2 separate regions of the Sminthopsis crassicaudata genome follow, and region 2 is linked to region 1. Evidence: chromatin contacts called from public Hi-C data. All regions are on one chromosome and are shown on one strand. Each heading gives the region's core, a stretch centred on a gene start, on an enhancer-like site or on the middle of the called end of the contact. The rest is flanking DNA. Distances are from core to core; before and after follow the strand shown.

What was found. A called contact is a pair of places that touch in the nucleus more often than the background predicts.
Region 2: a Hi-C map of hippocampus shows a contact between it and region 1, with 2.3 times the contacts expected there. The contact joins the promoter of YWHAZ here to the promoter of ZNF706 in region 1. A contact is called at or near these places in 2 of 2 Hi-C or Micro-C datasets (fibroblasts and hippocampus).

The regions. Positions count from the first base shown.
Region 1 is chr1:139,940,372-139,947,502 of ASM4859323v1, reverse strand. It overlaps ZNF706 (zinc finger protein 706), which reads right to left and starts at 4,477. Exons shown (of 4, transcript XR_012482339.1): 1 at 4,429-4,477.
Region 2 is chr1:140,296,326-140,303,456 of ASM4859323v1, reverse strand. It overlaps YWHAZ (tyrosine 3-monooxygenase/tryptophan 5-monooxygenase activation protein zeta), which reads right to left and starts at 4,019. Exons shown (of 6, transcript XM_074268028.1): 1 at 3,750-4,019. LOC141543147 (a long non-coding RNA gene) reads left to right here and starts at 3,672. Exons shown (of 2, transcript XR_012482353.1): 1 at 3,672-3,802; 2 at 4,679-5,004.

The DNA.
Region 1 (7,131 bases), core at 3,228-5,727:
GGATGGTACTTTTCTATTCAAAAGCCTATAATACCCTAGTTAATTACTTTTGTACTGTGGTACACAGTAATAACACCAATTTGTGGAACAATGTCCCAGTTTTAAAAGACAGGTATTCTCACTTCACCAAAAAATATATTATATAACAGGTTTAACACAAGTATTCTCATGGCCTCTCTCATGGCAAAGGAAAGCCATGTTGCTCTCTTCTCATATAGTTAAAGAGGCAGATTTTGGATATATAAAAGGCAAAATTAGTCAAAATCTAAGCTAAGAAGGGGAAGGAGTTTCTTAAGTTCTCAGCCTACCTAACAGTAATTTCCTTTTTGAAAGCCGAATTGGAAATTGACATCTTTTTCTTGATAGCTACTTTGGTCAGACTTGAGTCAACAAAGTTTTCTACTAATTGAAGAGTATAAAGATCCCCTTCTCTGAGATATCATGAAACAATGGTGAGGACAAGTAGTGCAAGCTACAAGTAATTTACTGATTCCCAACCTTCAGAGTACCCCCGAATTCTTCCATTTTATGTGTTTTTTTGGTAGGGGCTGCAAAATGGGGTAAGGGGAAGCAAGCAGGAGGAATGGGTTTTCTAAGAAGGTGGCCTAAATTCCAAGAGTTTAAAGTATTAAGGGGAAAGAGAGGGGACATGAAAAAAGAATTTATCCAAAACCAAAACAAATAAGAGGGGATTGGTATTTTTGGATCGAGGAAGTGCCTTCTCCCCACACCATCTGTACTCCCCTAAAATAAACCTTCCAAGTCCGAGAGGCAGCGCAAGTTCGGACCCATTTTTGACACGAGCTTTTGCCTCCATCTTTTTGGGGGGCGGTGATGGGGGGGTTCCCTTTTCACAGGCGGACCCCCCCCCCCCCGCGAACAATTTCCCTTACGAGGACCATGCGTGGGACACCTAAGAGCCGGCCCCCGTCCCGTGCGCCTCCGCCCCACCCCAGCCTCGCAGTGTTCCCCCCCTCCCGAACTGACCCTGAGCAAAGGCCACGCTTCCCTCCCCTCCCAAAAAAAAAACAAAACACCTTAGCCCTTCTGCCCCAGGCCCTCCCGCAGCTGCTGCTGCTGCTGGATCCTCCCCCTGCTTCTCCTCCACGGCCGCCCAGGGCGGGTGCAGCAGCAGGGCCGGACCCCCGGGCCCCGGCCTCGATCTTTCGGTCCTCCCCCTCCCGTCCCTTCCTTCCCGCCGCCGAGGTGCCCGGAGCCGCTTACCGGGGCTGGGACAGTCCGGCGTCTGAGGCGCCGCGCAGGGCGAGGGTGCTTGGGGGCGGGGGAGGGAGGGAGGGTGGGGAAGGGAGGGAGGAGGGACTGAGTGAGAGACTGAGCGCTCCCCGCACGGCCTCCTCCGCCGCCGCAGCCGCCGCCGCTGCCACCCGCCCGCCTGCCCGGGAGAGGAGAGAGGGAGCGTACAACAGTCCGCGCCTCACGCCTATCGCGCGCACGCGCCTGCCCGCCCGCCTCAATAGGAAAGGCGAGACCCCACGGCGCCGCGTGCACACGCGCGCGAGCACGCCCGCCCACGCTTCCCGACAGCTGCTGCAGCGGCGGCTGCTCTCCCGGTTTCCCCAGCGCCGGGCGCGCACCCTCTCTCTTCCTCCGACACTCCCTCCCCCCAACCTCCACACTAATCCCCCTCCTTTCTGCTCCGCCCTCAGGCCCCTTCCTCTACCCCCCCCCTCGGCTCGCACACTGACTCTTTTCCGGTCGGCGCGCACCAATGGCAGCGCATCCCTATTACATAACGGGGGGGAGGGGGCGAGCGGAAACCTGGGCTAGCGACAGCGACCTTTTCAGAGGTGCTGCCGTCTTCATTCTGTGCTTTCGAGTGTCCCTTCCCCTGAGATAGCTCCGGAAGGCCGGGAGTAAATTTAATCTGGGAACTAACTGCCGCCCTCTGGCCCAGTCAGGTTATTTGTTTCACCGAGTCACTCTCCTTAGGCGCCCCGGCCCAGGCCCCTTCTTGGCCTGGCCTGGCCTGGCCTGGCTTGGCTTAGCCAGGGCTTCCCAGGCCGCGCAGCCGCAACTGCACCCGCATCCTCCTCCGCAGTTTGCCCCGCCCTCACCCCCTCCATTGCCCTCTTCCTCTTCCTCACCTCCGGGCAGCTCCTGGGTACCCGCCTGCTTCTGCGGCTTTTGCCTAACAACTATCTAAGGGGATTAAGGGGGTGGGTGGCTGCTAAGCCTGCTTGGGAGAGGAGTTTCTCAGTCTGTGGGGCGGCCCTAGCAGGGCAGTTCAGTGTAGAGGTTGAGACTGGTTGGTGGCCGGGCATGAGGGGAGGCCCGCTCCCCGAGCTCAGTCGCCAGACTTGGACCAGACTGATGGGAGCCCCGGCCTGGGATGACCTCTAAGAGGGACCCGGCAGCCTTTGTTCTCTCACAGCCTTCAGTTTACCTCACGCCACCCCCACCCCCACCCCTCCAAATCACAGAGCCCAAGCCCAGTCCTTCTGCCCCCAAGGTTTGGGGAGGGGGAACCGGGGGTCTCCGGGTCTCCTATGGTCAAAGTTAAAGGGCGCTGGAAAATCCTGTCTCCTCCCAGAAAAAAAGAACTAAATCTTAAGCCAGCTAAATGTGCTCACCTTTTGTGCTGAAGAATTGGGTTTTAACGGTCCTCGTTTAGACCCATCCACAGCTAACTCAATGTATCTGTGCTTGGGGGAAGGATCTGTTTGTAGAAGAGTCTTTCTTGGTGACAATTCGCAAATAGCTTTTACCTGCTAGTTCAATTCCAGCCTCTACCCACTCTTTATTAAAACTACAGTTAGTGAGCTGTATGGAAGGTGAATGTTTTTACCTCTGGATCATTCCCCACCCAGCCCTCCTACCCCCTACCATCACTACTACCCACACCGATTTATTTCCAGGCCTGTAAGTTTCACATTACTCTTCTTAACGCATTTTCCTTCACAGCCAAACTGGTTTACTTGCTATTCTTCATTCGAAGTATTCCACCTCTTCTATTTTGCACAGACAATGCTTCCTTCCACTCACATCCACTTCATTAGACTGTGAGCACCTTGAGAACAGGGACTGATTTTTAGCTTTCTTGGTAAAAACCAATGCTTAGCACAGTGCCTCATAGTAGACGCTTAATAAACGCTGGTCGACAAGACTAAATGATGTCATTGAATCCCTACCTCCCTTTAAAACTCTCGGCTCAAGGCCACCTCTTACTTTAAGCCTTTCCTACCTTGAGGTAGTAGCCTACTCCCCACCACCGGCCCACCTATTCAAGTTTGATATTTATAATATTTTGTATCTATTTATATAATGTTAGTGTTGTCCCTCCCAAAATGGAAACTATTTTGAGGGAGGGGCTTTTTTTTTTTTTTAATCGTTTTGGTCTTTTGCTTCCCCAGATCATACACAGCATCTGTCACATAATAAAACTTAATAAATTTGTTGATTTTGTTTTGAGATACAGGGGTTATAAAATTGGTTAAATTCATCTGGTAAGAACTCAGGATATTGGCATATGTGGTGAAACATCTTTATAGACTATCTGATGGATTGCTAAAACATCTATTTAGCTTCCATACAAGAAGCTAAAATTTCATATAAGAATTTACAGTCAAGTTATTCTTTGAACAATTTTATCATGTCTGTTAGTATTTTAAGTATCTTTAGACTACAAATGAAGAACCAAATCAATATATGTAATGTACAGAATTATAGAAGTCAGAAATTTAAGATAAGATTTCAATGCAATGATATTTTTAAATTAGCCCAAATCTCTTGGTTGCTTTGGTGACAGCTGCACAATAGTTGTGAGGAAGGAGGATGAATGGGGGTCTAAAATATGAGCATGATCTACAGCATATAACAGTAGTTATGAGCAACAACTGGCCTCCTAAACAAGATAAACAATATAAGACTATGCAGTAATTAGAAGGATACTTCTTAAATCTGATTAAGTACTGTGTTCAATTCAATCAAATAAATATTAATCATCTACTGGTATATGAGGCATTCCTGTTACATTGTTATCTACAGCCCAGAATATGCCAAAGTATATACCTAGTTATGTATATATTATATATACATCCATATGTACACTATATGTACACATATGCATATTTATATATGTTAATATTTTGAACATAATCATTAACAGCTCAGTAATCAACATATTTTTCAGATAATCCTGTATTATTAAGAATCATGTCACTATTTAAATTTTAAATGTAACCTTAGACATAATTATATTGAGAGATCTGTGGCTAATTGAGCACATTTTCTATAAAGTCCAAGTCTCTATTTCCTACAAAGTAAAAGCTTATTTCAGATCTTCAAAGTCTTCTGAACTATTTGGAAGAAAGGTGAATGCACACACACATACTGGAAGAAAGATGAAAACATACTCACATACATACATATGTATGTATGTGTATATATGTATCCAAACACTATCAGTACCTTATAAGATTCCTTGTATTTAAGACCCTTTCCATTCCAAGTTAGGATATAATCTCAGGCTGCTGCTTATTTGCTTTTCCTCTTCTATGCCAACTGATCTATAACTGCCATAGAACACTCACAGTCCAGCATTCCACACCTTGGGGCCTTCTCAGAAACATTAGCCTTCCAGAAGTATTCCACTTGCATTGCTATTCTTTTGGACTTTTTCATTATTTTTCTTTTTTTGGTCATTCTTATGTCAAGAGAAGAAAACAAGTATATGATGATTTTTTGAGTTCCAAAGGAGTCACTTCAAAAAATGAATTAGGACTGCCTGGACCCTAGAACCAAGAAATCATCCTAGAAGAAATCATACTAGCTTTAATTAATTGTCTATGTATTATTTTTTTCTATGTGTCTTTTGGGGAGAGGAGACTTGAAGCAATTAGGATTACTTGACTTGCCCAGGGTCATACAGCTAGGGGCAAGTGTCTAAGAATGTATTAGAACTCAGGACCTCCTGACTTCAGAATCATTGCTCTATGTACTGTATCACCTACCTGCCTCTTTATCTATTAATTCTTGATTTTTATCTTGCTACTAAGTGCATTGGTGCTAAAAGCACAATATTGATACCAAATTGCATGTAATTTAGTATTTCAAAAATTATCTCCCCAATTTTATATTGGATCTCCCAAATTATTCAGATGCATTACTTTTACATATACTTAATCATAGCAACTGCTTTGATCTCTGTGGACCCAATTTTATATTTATAAAGAAAGACAAGCTCATTCTAATGGGGAGGCAATATGCAAATAACTATTTCCAATAAAAGATATATAAAGGGCAAATTGGAAATTATGTCAGAGGGAGGTAATCTCCGCTAGTAATCTTTACTTTGAGGACTTTGATAATGGTAAGCTTTTAGCTGAGATAATTCAGGGAAGTTATGAGACAAAGAAAGATAGAGTGTAATTCAGGCATGTGGACAGCAACCAGTAAAAATGCACAGGAATTGAGAAATTTAATAATGTCTTGGGAGAACAAGACCAGTTTCATTGATGTTTTAGAATGGATTCTTGTTCAGGTACAGATGCTAACTGCAGAGGTCCCTTTCATCTCTAAGACTGTAATTCTAAGGTTAATTAAGTACTGATTATATTATTAGAGATCAGAAGAATTTTTGTTTCAAAAGAATTCAAAGTGAATTCCAGGGCTCTCCTTTAGGCATATTCAGTAATAAATGATAAAAGTCAAGAAAATGCAACAAAAACTTTTACAAAAATTTTCTGAAATGAGACATTATTTACATGCAAAATGAAAAAAAGGAACTAATATAGTTGGGAAATCATAAAGATATAAGATTAAAAGGAAGACCTTAATTAGAGAAAAATACTTTGTTAATATTTAATCTACATAAAGTTTGTACTGTCTAAAAAATAAGACCCTGAAGACAATCCCTCTTTCCTATTTTCTTTAGGTGAGTAGCTAACCCCTCAATGAGTCAATGTCCTATAGATGAATCTGTTACCTTCACTTTGTTTCAAGATCATAGACTTTATTCGTAACCATGTCCAGCTTTCTCACAAATACATGTTTTGAAAGACAGGAGAATCCAATGTCCAATAATCCACTGATCAATGAAAATCTATGATATTGCTAGATAAGCAATTCAGAGCTTATGCCCAAATCAGTAGCATTAGAATCAAATCACTTTAATGGATGCAAAATACTTTGTCAACTTAGAAGTTTTATATAAATAATGCTTAATGAATGTCATTTTTGAACTTTTGGAACTAAATTCCAGATTTTAAGGTAATATCAATAAATTATAAATGTCTTTTGTTTTTATAAGTGATATTTCAAAAGCTAAAATGTTTTTGTTTTATTTTTTTAAAGGCTCATATGTGAACATATAGTTGTTTTTTTGGGGGGGTTTTTGGAATTTTTTTTAACACTAGATACATTTAAGGATTGCTCTTTGACTTCAAAGGATTCTCCACTATTTCTATCTACCTTTCTTTGCGTCTTAGACTCTAAGGCCTCAGTTTCTTCTTTTGTAAAATGAGGATTTATATTAGGTACTCTGAAAGGTCCCTTTCAAATCTTGATAATGTTATAAATTTAGTTATTATTGTTATCTTCATATACAAAGAAAAACAACTCATTTTCCTTTTAGGCATGAAAATTATGCTGAATTGAATTTCTTATAAAAAGATGAGATATATGTTATCTAATTCCCTTCCCTCCAATATTACATAACAGCATTCCAAAAGATAAATTGGTTGTTTTTTTTTTTAATTTAGAACTGAAATTATTTTTTTCCACTCATAGAATAATTAATTCATAATACTTCTATAATAGCAAGGTTTCCAACGCAGTACCCAAAGACATTATACTGGAAAGCAACCCCTTCTTGAAGATCTCTAAGATGGGGGAAGTAAAGACCTTCTATTTCCACTTTTGGGTAGCTCCAATTGTTAGAAATTATGTCTTTTTTGCAACTTCCCCCCATTGTTATTGGTCCTACCCTGTGGGGCCAAACAGAATGAGTGCAATATTTCCTATCTGTCTTATCTACCATCCATCCATCCATTCATCCATTTATCTCTCATCTACAAGCATTGAATATTTCCATTACTATGGTGTTGCTACTTTGATTCTTCTGAGCTAGATACCACAGTTTCTTCAACTGACCTTCATGATGAAGAACTCAAG
Region 2 (7,131 bases), core at 2,770-5,269, 360 kb before region 1:
TTCATCAATAAAAATGTTGTAACACTATCTTAGCTTAGAAACTGAACTATCTTTCCAAAGTCAGATGTTCAAAATTGCAGTTTCCAACCACCTTATCAAAGAAACAAAATTTAGCAGTTTTCTAATTGTTAATGGGATATCTCAGATTATATACTGGTCACACTTTTTGATTAAAAAAATTTCATTGAATCTTTCCAAAAATACATGCCACTTTTACAACATTCACAGCTAAATTATACAAGTTGTTTTTGTTTACATTTATGAGTCTTGTTTCATTAAAAAATATTTTGGACCAGTTTTGCTTATCTGGTTTGTGCTTTACTAAAATTTCTTACAGAATGACCAATTTACTTTTTTGGATCACCTTCAATATGTAACAACCATTAGTGACAGCAATGTGTACACAGCCAGTGTATGAAAAACACTTTATAGTTTTTAAATTTATTTTTTTCTTCCCTTTTCTAATCCTACATCTCCCTTGATTCCTAGGTTTACCTTTTGATAATTTTAAAAGTACTAAATATTCCAAATTGATAAAAGAAAAAAATAAGCAGTAAAAATCATCTTGAATTAGTTTGAATTAAGGACATTATATTTATAAGTGAAAATAAATTCTGTCACCATGGAATTAGAATCAAGTTATCCCTCTCCTATTTACAATCATGTAACTCCCCAAATATCAATTGTTTACACCCATACAAATGGGTTTTTCAGTCTTCGAGTGGACGCACACCTACCAAAACCTGTTAGGTATATTTAAAGTGCCTACATTTAACTAGATGTAGTTTCAGCTTCTCTTCATTTTCAAACATAACATTTTCTAGAAGCCTAATTTAACCACTTTTTAAGGTGTTATATTAACCATCAAAACATGCACGTTCAAAACTAGCTACAGAATAGAGGGGGGGGGTTGGTTTGGGGACTATGCTCCATTTCTTAGATCCAACGGAAGTGGAGGTTCTTCTCGAAATAAAATGGTGCTTGAGGCACTGCCTCACCCCTCAACTCAGGACAGAACAAGGGTTAAAAACAAGCCCAGAGCCGTCAGAGGGGCCCGAAGTTGAGCCCTCTCCCATCCTCCTCAGGCCGGAGGCTCCTCCTGACTCCTCCCAAGCTAGCAGCACTAGTCTCTTCTCCACCTCTCTTTGTCATGGCGGATCTGTGTCACCGAGCCCAACCCACGACTAGGAGCGTTAATTCCCCCTCCAACCAGAGCGAGAGGGAGGAGCTGCCCGCGCCCCCGCCCGAGGGGGAGGGGGCGCCACTCAGGCCCGCGGGACGGCGCAGCAGCAGCGTCCGCCCCGGCGAAGCGGAACCACTACGAGCCCGGTAATGGACACACCCCACGGGGAGCGATATCCGCCGAGGCCGCCCGTCCTCGCACGGTCCCATTTACCGAGGCTCTAAGGATACAACAGCTGCAGCAGGTGGGGGGAGAAGGCAGAGGAACCACGCCCAGGCAGGCAAAGTGCCAGAGCTTCCCCAGGAACCCCCGAAAGCGATTTAGTCCGGCCCCGGAAAATCAGGGCAGAGGTCTAAGGGGGGGACTTTAGCGCCCCTTCTGCCGCCCCCATGCGGGGGCCGAGCCTCACGCCCAGTCCCAGCTCTACCTGACCTCCCCACCCCCACCCCATCTTCCCCGTTCATTCACCAGCGCCTTAATAAGGCCAAAAAAACAAAACCAAAAAACAAAAAAAAACACCCTTTCTATTCCACCCCTCCTCCCCGGGAAATTGCTCGGCTTTTCTCCTCCCACGGCTTTAACCTAGGCGATTCAGCTCCACTACAAGACGAGCATGCCCCACCCCAGAACCCTCACTCTCAGTGGGCGGTAGCACCCCCACACACACACACCCAACTGGGGGCAAGCCGCATTCTAGGCCTCGGCCAAGGAGGGTGACCTCGCCCCGAAACTACCTGCCGGACAGCTCAGAGCAGGCCCGGAGGGGGTGCGGATCTGCCCCAGTGGTCTCCTCCCTGCAGTCCAGCGGGGCCACTGGCCCCTCCGGGAGTGGGGGGGAGGGCAGGCTGGGTCCCCCTCCCGCCGCCGCAGCGCCCGCCCGCGAGCAGAGCGAGCCTGCGCCTCCGAGAGCGAGGGCGGGAGGGGGGGAGGGAGTGGTTCGGGGGAGAGGGAGGAGGGTGGAGAAGAGGGGAGGGGGCGGCCTCACCTGCGCCGCCGCCGCGGCTACTGCAATGCCCGCAGCGGCGGAATAATTATCTCGGGAGGCAGGCGAAGAGAGGGGGAGGCAGAGATGGGGCAGGAACAAGGGAGATTCTTTCATTTCCCCCCCTTTTTTTCCGGAGTGTAGGAGGGTAGGACACGGGGCCACCCCCGCAGCCCGCTCCTCTGCCAGCGCCTCGAGGACGGATGCCTATCCCCGGGGATCTCCGCGGTGGGCGCGGTTTTTTTTTTTCGGTGGGTGAAGGGGGGAGGGGAGCGAATAGGGGGGAGATCTGGGGCCGAGTCGTTGAAAAACTGTTGCTCCCGAAATCAATAGCCGGAGGCATTAGCAAGCGCGGCCCGACTCCAGCGGAAGGGAAGCCGCCGCCCCATCTCCGCCTGAGGAGACTCCGCCTCAGCCTAGCGCCGCTACCGCCCGGCCAGGCGGCCAGCCTGGGGACGAGGGAGGGGGCGGCCGTAAGAGAGGGAGATTTCTTCCCCCAACTCGCTTCTACCCCTTCCAAGGTGGGGCTAAGAAAGGGAAAGGGCCGGGGTACGGCGGCACCATCGCTTACCTGTGCCCGGAGTGAGTGGCGGCGGCGGACGGACGGACGGGGGGTTCAGCGGTCTCTGGGCGGCGGCAGTGGCAGCGGCGGGGCTGAGACTCTGTCCCTATATCTCTCAGCTCACAGGCTCCAGCCGCTCCGCAGACACGGGGTTTCCTCCAATCACCAGCTCCGGCAGCAGGGGCTCCACACGCACGATGACGTCAAACGCTGCTATGGCAACCGCTGATTGGTGCCCACCGCTCCAGGGCCCAAGCGCAACCGCCGCTCCCCGGCGCGCGCGCGCGAGGAAAAAGAGCGAACGAGCGGAGCTGGGGAACGCGCGCGACCCAACTTTTACCCAGCCCCCACCCCTTTCCGCCTTCCTTCCTCCCCAATCCCAGTCCCGAGAGCGCCTGCGCGGGGCGCAATACCCTCCCTTCTCCACTTCTCCCACCGCAACCCAACCTCCCTACCCTTTCCTCCTCCGCCCCCACCGCCTCTGAAACTCCTCCTTCCACCCCACTAGAGGGAAGAACTGCCGCCCCACCTTAGCCTTTCGCTAGGTCCCTCAGCGCCTGCGCTAGACACTCCCTCTGGCTGAGGCAGCGGTTCAGCAACATCCGGGGCCTTTCAAACTCTCCCTTTCCCCCCCTCCCACTTCCCTCTCCCTTTCCCCCCCCCTCCCCACCCACCCCCCTACCCTCCTCGCCCCCCGCCCTTTGCCGCAGTTACTGCCCCCAGGGCTGGGTCTAGCGACCGGATTGTGTGAACTGCCCCTCAGCTCCTGCATTGTGATCGATCTGGGGTGGGGCTGGGGGTAGGGTGGGGGGGCCCCCGCCGGAACGGTCGGGGGGAGGGGTGGGGGAAGGGCAGGAGAGTTGCCTCGCCCCTCCCCCTATGCTGTCTACGGGGCGGGGCTGGCCTGACTGGGAGGGGGCGGGGGCGGGGTAGGCCGGGGTAGACATCTCTCCCCTCCATTTCACCCCCTCCAGATTCTCTCTTCTTCTCCCCTCCCCCCTTACCCACCGGCGCCGCTTTACCTGGTCGGCTTGGGGAAAGCAGCCTTGTGACCTTTTAAGGCTCGGAAAAGAAAGTAAGGAGTCCAACCCTCTGAGTGAGGGTTGAGTGACGGGGAAGTTTTCCAATCCGGAGTTCGGGATCTGGGAGGATTGACGACTTAGAGAGGATCACAGGGGTGGGTCCTAAGTTTAGGTGGAGAGGAGGAAGAAGAGGAAGGGGTGGGAGGTAGTAGATGAAGCCAAGGAAGTACTCCTCGCGCTCGAAGGACGAGAAAGAGCGCTTCTGCATTCAAAAAGGCCCAAATGTACTGATCTGGAAAGCAGAGGCTTCGTTAGGGAGTGGTCATGGCCGGGCGTTTTGAGGACATTTGAGAAGTCATTGATAGGAAAAACCAAGTGAGCTTGGAAGAAAAGTATCTTCTTGTAGGTTGTCCTAGAGCATAGTATATCGCTGCCCCTTTATTGTAAATGAGGCTTTTACGTTTCTCTCCCCGTTAGGTCTGGGTGCAGGGATTTAAAATGCAAGCGGCATCAATGCGCGAATAGTTTAGGCTCACACTTATGGTGTTCTCCGATCCCGTAGAGGCCCCGGGAAATACTGATGGATGGTTCCGAGGAAAAGGGCAGCTGGTGGGAGGAAGTGCTACAAACATGCCAGCCTGAGCTACTAAGCCTATCCGAACTACAGCAGAACGCTTAGGGAATTTAACGTCATGTGCTGGGCATGAAATCGGATTCTTATTTCTTTACGTTTAAATACAATAAATGGATTCCTAGGGGGAAGAAACAGCCTTGGACAACTGTCTCAGAATGGTCTAGAATCTTTAACCAAGAGTCCAAAGATAGTTGATGAAAGTCTCAGATTTTACTTTCAGTCTAAATGTCTGCCTTCATAGACTTGTTACATCTATTTTGACATTATGTAATACCGTGTCCATCCTTTTCTACAGGTACCGGTCACAGTTTTCTGCGCCCACCAAGCAGTCCTGGAAACTCCCCCGGGACCATTTGTCCGATTTACAGTTAGTATTAGAATGTACCAGTCAAAAACAAGCACGGATAAGTCCATTTTAGTGAGATTTTTTTCTTTTCCCGAGGTCAGGGTTCATCTTGTAGGACGTTTAAATCACCCATAACAACGAATTGAATTCTAAAAGAATGACTCATTCACAATGAATGTTTTTAAAAAGGTTTAAATTATCTCTTAAAAAGTGAGTAAATTGTTTCTAGGTCCTAGAAATTTGACAAAGAATATTAAAGTTATATCATCTTTTAATGAAATGCTTTCAAATCTATATACAAAAAATGAACTGTTTTTAAAAGGATACCCATATATTGAACTTAATTTTCAGACGAGCTGAAGTGTATTCAGCTAGGTGGATTGATTTAACAATCAAAATATTAAGCACTTGCAGTTTGCAAGATAATATAAGTATTGTGGAGGTAAGACACAATCTCAATAAAAATGTATTATGTGCTTATTCTGGACCCAGCACTGCCTTAAGCACTGGAGATTGGGGGGGTGGGGGTGGGGAGGGGGCTGGGGGAAAAAGGTAAAAGGCAATTCCTGCCCTCAAAGAGTTTTCAATTAGTGGAGGAAACTACCAGGCAAAAGCACGTTATGTGCAGGATAAGTAAGAAATAATTAACAGAGGAAGGTACCATAATTAAAAAGGGTAGGGTATGGTTTTCTGTAGAGTGTCATTCATGGAATTGCCTGGAAGCCAGTGCCTCTGGATTGAAGACTTCATGTCCAGGAGTAAAGTGTAGGAAGAAAGGTCGGAGGAAAGGGGATTAAGTTAAGAATGGCTTTGGTTATTAAACAGTAAATTTAGGGTTTGATCCTAAAGATAATAGGAAACTACTGGAATTTAGTAAGGGGGAAGTGGGGAAAGGTTACATGGAGGAACCTGTGCTTTAGAAAATAAAGATCATTGCTACCTTCAAGAAGCTTGTTATATTTTTATGGGGAAAGTAAAGATATATGGTAGATGTGACATTTAACAATACTTCAAGATGAGATATCTATTAAATAACAGGCAGATTTTAGGGGTCTAAATAGGAACATAAGTAGCTTAAGTCACTGGTAACAGGTGAGGTTTCACACTGTAGAAAAGTCGTTTATATCTACATTTCAGGTGGAAGAATAAGAGGAAAACATGCCTTGGAAAAAAACCAAATTGATGTTTAGTTGGGCCAATGAAGAGATTTGTAAAATCGTTTTAACTTCTGTGTTTTACTTTGTTCACCTATAAAACTTGTATATCCCTGTTTTATCTCACAATGATAAGATGAAATAAGCAAATACATTTTAAAGGGCTTTCAGAGGTAGAATTTTACTGCAGAAATAAAGCTGCTTATTAGTGCCCTTAGCAAGACCCATATATCCCTCATATCTCTCATAAATTTCCTGATACCACTCCCTAAATCCAACTCACTTTAGTCTTAGTAAGAGAGGAAAATAAAACATTTCCAAGTGTGAAAATGTAACTTATTCAGATAGAGGTGAGTCTAGACAATTAAGATAGTTTCACTTAGTTCTACTTTATGGTTATATAGATATGTCTTTATTATATGCTGTTAATCATGAGGACCAACAGAAGTCTGACCACTTAAATTCAGTTCCACATTAAGTACTGACAATATGCAAGGTACTAGGCTAAGCATGGAAGAAACAGAAATGAAAAATGACAGTCATATAAGAAGCATATTGTGTAGTGGGAGTGGGAAAAGGACAGTGGCAGAGATATGACATATGTCCACAAGTATATTATAAAGCAAGCTATATTAGTCAAAGGAAATCTTGGCTAACTTTTTTGGGTATGATCATGGATTGGCAGATGAAAGCTGGTGAGAATCGGGTAGGATGAATAGTTTCACTAGAAAAAAATGTACTATGTACATATGTGTGTACATAAAAGTTGGAGATTATGGAATTTCAATACCAGGGTAATTAATTTAAACTTTATTTGATAGGTAATGAGAAGCTATTGAAAGTAATGATATGTTCATGGTAGTACATTAGTAGCTGTTTGGAGCCCAATTGGTCTGAGGATAATGAGGCAAGACCCTTCTGAAAAGAAGGGTCCAAAACAGTGTATTGCAATGGGATTCAGAGATGATACAGAAATGACAACTTGGAAAGTGATTGATGTGAGTAAAAGGATAGAGAACAGTCATGGTAACAGTTTAAAAAACACCAAAAACCTGCTGGATTTAAAATTGGTGGACCTGGTGGAAACGCAATTCTGCCACCACTGTTCCATTTGTCATATTGGCAAAGTCAACTTGATTGCTTTCGCCATCTGTCAAGAAAATTGGAGTAGATGGTTTCAAGTCTCCTTCCATCTCTGAATATATGATGGCATAATTCTTCTGGTATTAGGGGTTATGTATGTAAACA